2 separate regions of the Salmo salar genome follow, and region 1 is linked to region 2. The links are chromatin contacts, called in public Hi-C maps. All regions are on one chromosome and are shown on one strand. The core of a region is the stretch at or near the end of the contact, and the rest is flanking DNA. Distances in the headings are between cores, read along the strand shown. Region 1 holds the start of LOC106584033 (adenylate kinase 4, mitochondrial). Region 2 overlaps LOC100286690 (tyrosine-protein kinase JAK1).

Evidence for each region. Hi-C and Micro-C count contacts between places; a contact is called where the count stands out from the background.
Region 1: a Hi-C map of gill shows a contact between it and region 2, with 2.8 times the contacts expected there. The contact joins the promoter of LOC106584033 here to the enhancer-like site in region 2. A contact is called at or near these places in 2 of 3 Hi-C or Micro-C datasets (blood and gill).

What each region holds. Positions count from the first base shown.
Region 1 is chrssa23:9,764,692-9,769,198 of Ssal_v3.1, reverse strand. LOC106584033 (adenylate kinase 4, mitochondrial) reads right to left here and starts at 3,107. Exons shown (of 6, transcript XM_014168832.2): 1 at 2,902-3,107; 2 at 610-791. The coding sequence starts at 751. LOC123729851 (a long non-coding RNA gene) reads left to right here and starts at 3,048. Exons shown (of 2, transcript XR_006761521.1): 1 at 3,048-3,193; 2 at 3,782-4,507.
Region 2 is chrssa23:9,724,752-9,729,502 of Ssal_v3.1, reverse strand. It overlaps LOC100286690 (tyrosine-protein kinase JAK1), which reads left to right. Exons shown (of 24, transcript XM_014168828.2): 6 at 1-31; 7 at 236-418; 8 at 1,933-2,090; 9 at 2,282-2,396; 10 at 3,479-3,677. It also overlaps the pseudogene LOC123729987. Among protein-coding and RNA genes, the nearest start is that of LOC100286690, 32 kb to the left of the region's middle. Within about 2 kb of position 3,167, at least 5 of the 13 cell types and tissues checked have an H3K27ac peak or open chromatin away from gene starts, as enhancers often do. A contact at or near this core is called in gill, where this site is marked.

The DNA.
Region 1 (4,507 bases), core at 1,858-4,357, 40 kb before region 2:
AGAAAGTTTCATAACTGGGATTCCTTTTAATATGGATAGTGGATCATTTTAGTTTCTTATCAGATAGTAGATTTGCCATAGCCTCTAACTTTAACTAATGTTTTTGTGTCTTGGATGATAGGAGTCTTCTGGCGTGAGAAATGCGTCCAGCCCAGTGCCAACTTGCAAGAGACTCTCTTCACCTCACCTGAATTTAGGCCTCTGCTGGTGTTACAATATTGTTGCAATTTATGGCTTAGGCTGCTGGAGGTGAAGGCTAGTTAGGCTACTATAGGCTAACATGAACAAATATGTAACCTAAAACATAGCAGGGGTAAAATAAACGCTTGAGTGGGTCCCCCATCCCAGTTTTCAGGGGAAAAGGAAGCTAGGTTGAAATAATACTAACAATAATTGTTATTATTATTAATATTTTAAGATAGGTTGAGGACACTGTATCCCTGAAAATCTGACAGTTTCTACCAACCCCGCTGAGGATGACAAATATCTGGCAAAAAAACAATAGCAAATAATATATATATATAAAAAATATGAAATTAAAAAAACAGATAAATAAATGGTAAACAATAAATAGAGAAATGCCTAATTATTTATCAAGAATAGGCCTACCTGTATTCGCAGCTATATTCTCCCGAATAAAGTCGCCACTGGACAGACGTGTCAGGCCAAATCTTTGAGCAATTCTCTCGGATATGGTCCCCTTTCCCGAGCCTGGTGGACCCATGATCACCGCTCGGAACAGTTTGGCCATCCTCCACTATAGCCTGCAACACCACGGACTGTATCTGTGTCTGGAGGAGACAAAATAAATAAGTCCAGGGTTGCTATAGCCTATGCCTGCTGCATTCAATGAAACATTCATAGGCCTAAGCATCTTTCAATGTTGCCCATGGTATGCATTGCACCTTATTATCAAAGTCCGCGAACAGATACTTTCTGCTCGTTTTGAGTTAACAGGGACAGTATATCAACAGTGTATTACACTGAATCTAACTTAATTGCCAATTTTCCCGAATTGGTTACGACTTAAAAAGGCTACAGAAAAAAACGGAAGTGTTAAAGAGCCTCATTCATCCAATCAGCTAGAGAAATCGAACTTTCCAGATTTCTGATTGTACAGATGGAGGATTTAAACTATGGCGAAAAAAACAAACATAACGGGGAAACAGTCAAGCGATGTAGGCCTACCTCACCGATGCCCACAATCACTCCTCACCTTCGATTTATGCCTGTGTGTCCTGCAAAACGTATGCGTAATATAGCACGTAGTTCACTCAGACCAAGTCAGAAAATGTTTTTTTTTCTGTTCCCAAGGGACAGTAGCTTGTCTGCGTCTTTAAGAAAGGGTTTTTCTCTGCGAATGAATGGAGGAGCTGCCACAACGCCCTATTTCTCAGCACCTCCCCGACACATCAAGAAGAAAAAATGCGGATGACTTGTGCGCAGGAACTGGGTAACACTTGGGAATCTGGTACCTGTAGTTTTCTATTGTGAGTAAGACGAATCATTTACAATCGCAACCATATCATATGTAAGTGGCTGAAACATGAAAGTTTAAGGAGATACGTAGTCAGTTGCATAACTGAATGCATTCAACCGAAATGTGTCTTCCACATTTAACCCAACCTCTCTGAAGTCTAGAATATACTTATTCTAGAATAGAATAGAACCTGGGTCGTCTGCACGACTCCAGATCATGTTAGCCCACAGAGCTGAATCCCATAGGCATCAGTTTATACTGCTATCACAAGTCTATAGATCTAAAGTTAGAATGGAAGGTCATCAACCATGCATAGTTTGTGTGACCCACCTCTACACTATTCCACACTATTAGGCTAGTAATGGCTCATTGCATTTCCATAGTTGACTCACTTCACAGTATAAAAGTTTGCATCTTAATTTTCTATCCTCAATCTGCAACTTCTTGCATTGATTGAGTTTGTATTATTAATTACAAATTAAAGCTATTCAGATCTATTTTGGGGTTCTATTTATTGGCAGTGGTGTAAAAACTACCCAATTCTCATACTTGAGTAAAAGTAAAGATACCTTAATAGAAAATGACTCAAGTAGAAGTGAAAGTCACCCAGTAAAATACTGAGTACAAGTCTAAAAGTACTTGGTTTCAAATATACTTAAGTGTCAAAAGTAAATGTAATTGCTAAAATATTCTTAAGTATCGAATGGTAAAAGTAAAAATTCCTTATATTAAGCAAACCAGATGGCACAATTTGCATGTTTTAAAAAAAAAAATGGTTAGCCAGAGGCACACTCCAACACTCTGATATAATTTACAAAGAAAGCATTTATGTTTAGTGAGTCTGCCAGAAAATAGGAAGTAGGGATGACCAGGGATGTTCTCTTGATAAGTGTGTGAATTGGCTAATTTTCCTGTCCTGCTAAGTATTGAAAATGTAAGGAGTACTTTTGGGTGTCAGGGAAAATGTATGGAGTAAAAAGTACATTATTTTCTTTAGGAATGTAGTGAAGTAAAAGTTGTCAAAAATATAAATAGCAAAGTAAAGTACAAATACCCCCAAAAACTACTTAAAGTAGTACGTTAAAGTATTTTTACTTAAGTACTTTACACCACTGTTGATTGGCACGTTTCCAGATGGGGTAGGAAGTTAATAATGACGTAATGAATGGTAATAGGATAAATCCGAATTCATGAACCCACTCATGTGTAAGAGACCTATTGACAAAACACTGCAAACTACAAAATAAACGCACTTGTTGACAGCAGCAGTCAATGCAGAGCGTAAACGGTAATTCCCGATTTTCGCGGTTCCCTCTGAAACATTGGCCATCACACATCATTATCATTACGCACTGAGACAGTGCCATTCCGCAACATTTGCGGACCAAGGAATCAAGGAATGTACTTGTTGCGAACCATACCGCGGCGTCAGTGTCCAAAAGCTGTCAAATGCTGCGCATGTACAACCTATTGGTGTCTTCAGTCAATGGAACCTGCCTAATCCATCACACGAAAAAAACTAAATTGGAAGATTATCAATTTACTCAGCTTGTTGTGCGGCGAGACCCGGAAACATTGTTTTATTATTTTGTCACATGGCTGAGAGATTTCAATAACAACAAAAAATGGCGACAATCACGTTGTTCGATGTGGGTCTTGCTGCGTCATTAAAACTATTCACGTAAACACGGGAATGAAATGCGCCAAATGCACGTAAGTAAGACTAATATCCGTCAGATATTGAACTGCAAGTAAATATTAATAAGAATTGCTCATGTTAATTTCGATGATTGGACTACATAGTATTTGTTTTTACCTAGAGAGGGGTGTGTGCAGGCTGGGCGTTAGCGTTTGTCTGCACAATAGTAAAACACAATCAACGCCAATAGCGTTGCTCTTTGACATGGTCTTGTTGTTGAATATCAGAGTTATTATGGCAAAGTATATATGTTAACATTTTTTAAATTATAAGACGGTCAATTTACAAAGGTTTTTAAATAGCCTTACTCCTGTTGTATTTATAGAAAACAGCAACAAGCTTTCCCGACAACGTGGAGTTGAATATCTGGAACAATTGAAATGTGATGATTGTTTTAAATATTTTTATTTTGCGTTTTAAACGTGTATTTAATGTATAGGCTACCTGGTCTACGCTTCACGATTATTGAAGAGTCCGATACGCTATTATAATAATATACTAAGTACAGTCTATTGGGAGTTTTATATGCTATTTACATTTTTACAGTTACGCACCCAATGTTATGTTTTGCTCGATTTAACTGTTGTCTCAACCTTGCGCAGCAGGTTATTTTTCAAATAAGTGTTGGCAAGTGCTCCTGCAATTCTGTGATATCAAACAGAACCAGCAAATCGAGTTGTTTACATGAAGCGGAGGGAGAAGGAGATAGGGAGGAGCCTCCTCAGGCGGGCTACGCGACTGGACTGCTGGAGAGCCTTCTTGCACTGAGGGCGGAGGCCCAAGAACCATAACAAGTCCGACGTCAGCTATTTGGTGTCCATAAATTATGCAGTTCAAACACTAGTAAGTCAACAGTGGTGACTTCGACCAAGGTTTTATTCCTTTAGGCTACATGTATCTGTTGTATAGAAAATGATCTTTCAAAGAGGTTTAGAAAAAGCTGATATGCTACAGTAGTTACACATGTATTGGTAGGTATTACATTCATATGAGGTGAGAAAGAAACATCTTACTAATGGTAGTAAAATACATTTCTAGAATTCTGTAAAGCCTGTGTGGAATTCATAGCACATACACATTTCATGATTATATCCTGTGAATAATTACAAAGCTTTGCAGGTTTTGGTTACCTATTAGAGAAACGTATTTACATTACTTCTGCATGCAATTGTGTTCTCATTCTTGTAATGTGATACCATGAAATACATAAATACAGACATGATATTTGGATTTTATGTATTCTCAACCATCATAGTCATTTTGTTACTCCGATGGCCTATGCATGACGTAAATGCACTTTCTGCAATGTCCAAAAACACCCCCACCTT
Region 2 (4,751 bases), core at 1,918-4,417:
AGGGATCTCCTACAGAAGGAAGCCCCCTAATGTGAGTGGGAAGGTGGGAAGGTTCAAGGAGTTGGTGTGAGATTTCTGGTTGAGATATGTCAGAATGTCTAACATTAGACTTTTGGTTGAGCTATATCTGGATAGGGAGTGGTTTTGGAAGGTATTGATGAAGTATCTGAATGTATTTTGAAACTAATCTAGGAGAAAACTTATGACAATGCATTTTTGCTTTTATTGGCAATAGAATACCCTGATGCTGAAAGAGAAGACAAAGTCCAAGAAGAACAAGCATGAGGGCAAACAGAAGAAGGACAAGAAGAACGACGCCAGCGACGACTGGGTGACGTTCTGTGACTTTCACGAGATCACACACATCGTTATCAAAGAGTCCTCTGTCACCATCTTCAGACAGGATAACAAGAAGATGGTAAGATAAGCGCATGCACACACACACACACACACACACACACACCCAATACTGCTTGAGTTGAGATGATGCCGATTAAGCAGTGACAGTAGCATATTTAGTGTTTAATTAATTAATGAATTGGTCTCAGGTTGTCTCTTCTCTACTGTCTCCACTCCAGCCAGCTAGTTCAAAGGTCACCGGGCCTAACAGCCAGCCAACCTAGCCCAGGAACAAATCATCCGATTAGTAGTCTGTGTTTAGATGAGATTAGATTACCATTAGACATGCCTCTGTTAAGAATAGAGCTATGTACAGGAAAAGACTTGTACAGTTCCTGAGTGTGTGTACAGTACTTAACAGTGTTGCCCTAATTCTGTGGGACTGAAATGATCACTGTGACTGCATGCCATGGCTTGTAAGTGTGCTACTCGTTGCATCAGACCAAGCTAACTGAACCTCGAAAAAACAAGCTCCTTGAAGGAATCTACAAGAAAGGAAGCTAGTGGAGTGTTTTGGAACACAGACTAAGGTGTCAGCTAATGGGGAGCAGGTTGGTATTTATTGGGATGAATCTTGAAATGTTATTGGTCACATACACACGGTTAGCAGATTATTGCACGTGTAGAGAAATGCTTGTGCTTCTAGTTCCGACAGTGCAGCAATATCTAACATGTAATCTAACAATTCCACAACTACCTAATACACACAAATCTAAGTGAAGGAATGGAATAAGAATATATACATATAAATATATGGATGAGCAATGACAGAGCGGCATAGGCAAGATGCAATAGATGGTATAAAATACAGTATATACATATGAGATGTGTAATGCAAGATATGTAAACATTATTAAAGTGACTAGTGATCCATTTATAAAGTGGCCAATGATTTCAAGTCTGTATGTAGGCAGCAGCCTCTCTTTGTTAGTGATGGCTGTTTAACAGTCTGATGGCCTTGAGATAGAAGCTGTTTTCAGTCTCTCGGTCCCAGCTTTGATGCACCTGTACTGACCTCGCCTTCTGGATGGTAGCGGGGTGAACAGGCAGTGGCTCGGGTGGTTGTTGTCCTTGATGATCTTTTTGACCTTCCTGTGACATCGGGTGCTGTAGGTGTCCTGGAGGGCAGGTAGTTTGCCCCCGGTGATGCGTTGTGCAGACCGCACCACCCTCTGGAGAGCCCTGCCATTTGATTTATTGGGATGAATCTTGTCCTGGTGGCAGCTCTGCAGAGTGGCCTAGCCACAAAGTCATCAAATCTGATTTTTAAAGCTAACCTTAACTGCACTGCTAACCTTATGCCCAACCTTAAATGAAGACCAAAAAGCTCATTTTTATTAGCATACATTTTTTTACGATATAGCCAATTTTAACTTTGCTTTGGAAACCGCTGAGCTCTGCCTCCAGGACAAGATTCATCCCAATAAATGTCAACCTGCTAATGGGGATCCCAATAAAGACGAATGAATCAAGTATTGAATGTAATGATTTATGAAGTATTTGTTAATATTGTTTAACTCGATTGTCCTCTAGGAGGTGAAGCTGGAGTTTAGAGGTGAGGCGCTGGCATTCGCTGCTCTGGTGGACGGGTATTTCCGTCTGACGGTAGACGCCCATCACTACCTGTGTACAGAGGTGGCTCCTTCTTCTGTGGTGCAGAACCTACAGAACTGCTGTCATGGACCTATCTGGTCAGTGATCACACACTCTCTCTCTCTCTCTCTCTTTTTTCTCTCTGTCCATCTCTGTCTGGCTTTTGTTCTCTCTCCCCCCCCCATCTCTCTATTCTCCTAACCTCTCTTCTTTCTCTACCTTTCTCTATCTGTTTCATTTGCCTTAATCTACCGTTGAGTTTCGGGGGTTTGACTGTTGTTTCCTGCAGTACGGAGTATGCCATCCAGAAGCTTCGCCAGGAGGGCAACGAGGAGGGAACCTACGTCCTGCGCTGGTCCTGTACTGACTACCATAACATCATCATGACCGTGGTCTGCAAAGAGGTAACACGTACTTACCTGGCATGGGAGACACCTTGATTACGAAAGAGGCGAGACCATTGCACTCTGGCCATGCTGACCCCTGTGAATTCCCCCAAATGTGGGAATCTTGACTGCATCATTTCCGGTAATGGGAAACTGCGTCCACACTCTACGCTGGAATTAGGGCGGCAGGTAGCCTAGCGGTTAGAGCGCTGGGCCAGTAATCGAAACGTCGCTAGTTGGAATTGCGGAGCTGACAAGTCTGTCAATGTCCCCTTGCGGAAGGCACTTCACCCTAATTGTTCCAAGGTTGCATTGGTACAGCCAGGGTCGAAATGGCAGACCCTGACCGTGACCCCACTCTCCGAGGGTGTCTCAGGGAGAGTTTGGATATGCAAAAAAAACTAACATTTCCAATTCACACATGCGTATTAATACACGTTTGTACAATAGGACAAATATATCACACACCCTCTTGAGAACAAAGTCTTTTTTTCAGGCGGAGAGAGTGGATTGTAAAAAACTGAGGTGGAACGAATGGAGAAGTCTGATAAAAAGCCAAAACAACAAAGTTCAGAGATAATCACACAAGGAAGTGACTAGGAGCTGTCTGATAAACAGTTACAACACAGATGATGCCAAAACATGATACACACTCTGACACACACGCACACACACACACACGCACACACACACGCACACACATATACACACACACACATATACACACACACATGTACACACACACACACACACATGTACACACACACACACACAGACACAGGATGTCCTTTTCAAACAATGTGTGGTTACTGTCAAAACAACAGCCTGGCAGTCTGGTGTGTATATCACACTACCATGGTTAGATAAGCTGAACTCCCATCAGTGAAAACTGTGTGTGTGTGTGGGGGGGGGGACGGACGACTGAGTGTGTTCTCGTTTGGGGCATCTCAATTCAATTCTCAATTCAATTAATTCGGGGACAGTAAATAGCATGTGCCTTACTGTACATGCTGACTGGGATTTGTTCCAGGCAGTATGCAGTGGACAACTGATTTCCTCTTTCCTTCCCTTCATCTACCCCTTTCCTCCCCTCTCTCCAGTTTGATCTGTGTGAGTCGAGGCAGGTGCACCTGTATAAGAACTTCCAGATCGAGGTGGGTTCTGAGGGATTCCGTCTGTATGGGACCGAGACCTACAGATCTTCTCTCAGAGAGCTGCTCGACCACCTGGCTAGACAGAACCTCCGTACGGACAACCTCCACTTCCAGCTCAAACGCTGCTGCCCCCCACAGCCCAGAGGTATGAGGAGAGACACAAATATTCAGTACACACACACACTTTCACTTCAACTTTTAGTGCTTTTATTTCAGCCCCTCAGCATGTCATGTTGGCCTTTCTATACATGTTTTGCACACACAAGCCCGCATATTGAACTGAGCCCTCTGCGTGACTTGGTTCTGGTCAGCTGAAAGGATGTCCCTTTTAGTACCTGTTTACACCAGGAGCACTAGTTTCCCTTAGCGACACTGCCTCGCCATGATTACCACTCACTTAACCCTCTGGGGGTAACTGTGTGAATCTGTGTGTAGGTGTGGCTATGTGTTTTTGCAAGCGTATGTGTCTGTGTGTGTGAGAACCCTGTCTTGTTTACATCCTCTGTGTGTGTGTGTGTGTGTGCGTGCGCGGGCATGTGCGTCAATGAGAGGCAAGGAAAGAAAGACTAAGTAGTACTGTGGTTTCCTGAGCACATCTCTCCTCCTCTGTTTACTGCAGACAGGCGTGGGAGGTGGAGGTGTGTGTGTGGGGGTTGTTATGATGAAATATTTTGCCTGCTATGATGGGCCTGTCACAAGGGTGGAGCATCATTTGTGTTTTGATTTTTGTTGTGTGTGTGTGTGTGTGGGGGGGGGGTTGTTATGATGAAATATTTGGCCTGCTATGATAGGCCTGTCACAAGGGTGGAGCATCATTTGTGTTTTGATTTTGTTGTGTGTGTGTGTTGAAAACCACAGAGTTCTCTTTGTCACAACATCACTTCCTCCTCTCCACCCAGCCATACACTGATAATGATTCTAATATATCTACTACTCTACATTGCAGTTTTGTTACACTGTTTATACACACCAAGTATGTACAGTCGTGGCCAAAAGGTTTGAGAATGACACAAATATTAATTTTCACAAAGTCTGCTGCCTCAGTTTGTATGATGGCAATTTGCATATACTCCAGAATGTTATGAAGAGTGATCAGATGAATTGCAATTAATTGCAAAGTCCCTCTTTGCCATGCAAATGAACTGAATCCCCCCAAAAACATTTCCACTGCATTTCAGCCCTGCCACAAAAGGACCAGCTGACATCATGTCAGTGATTC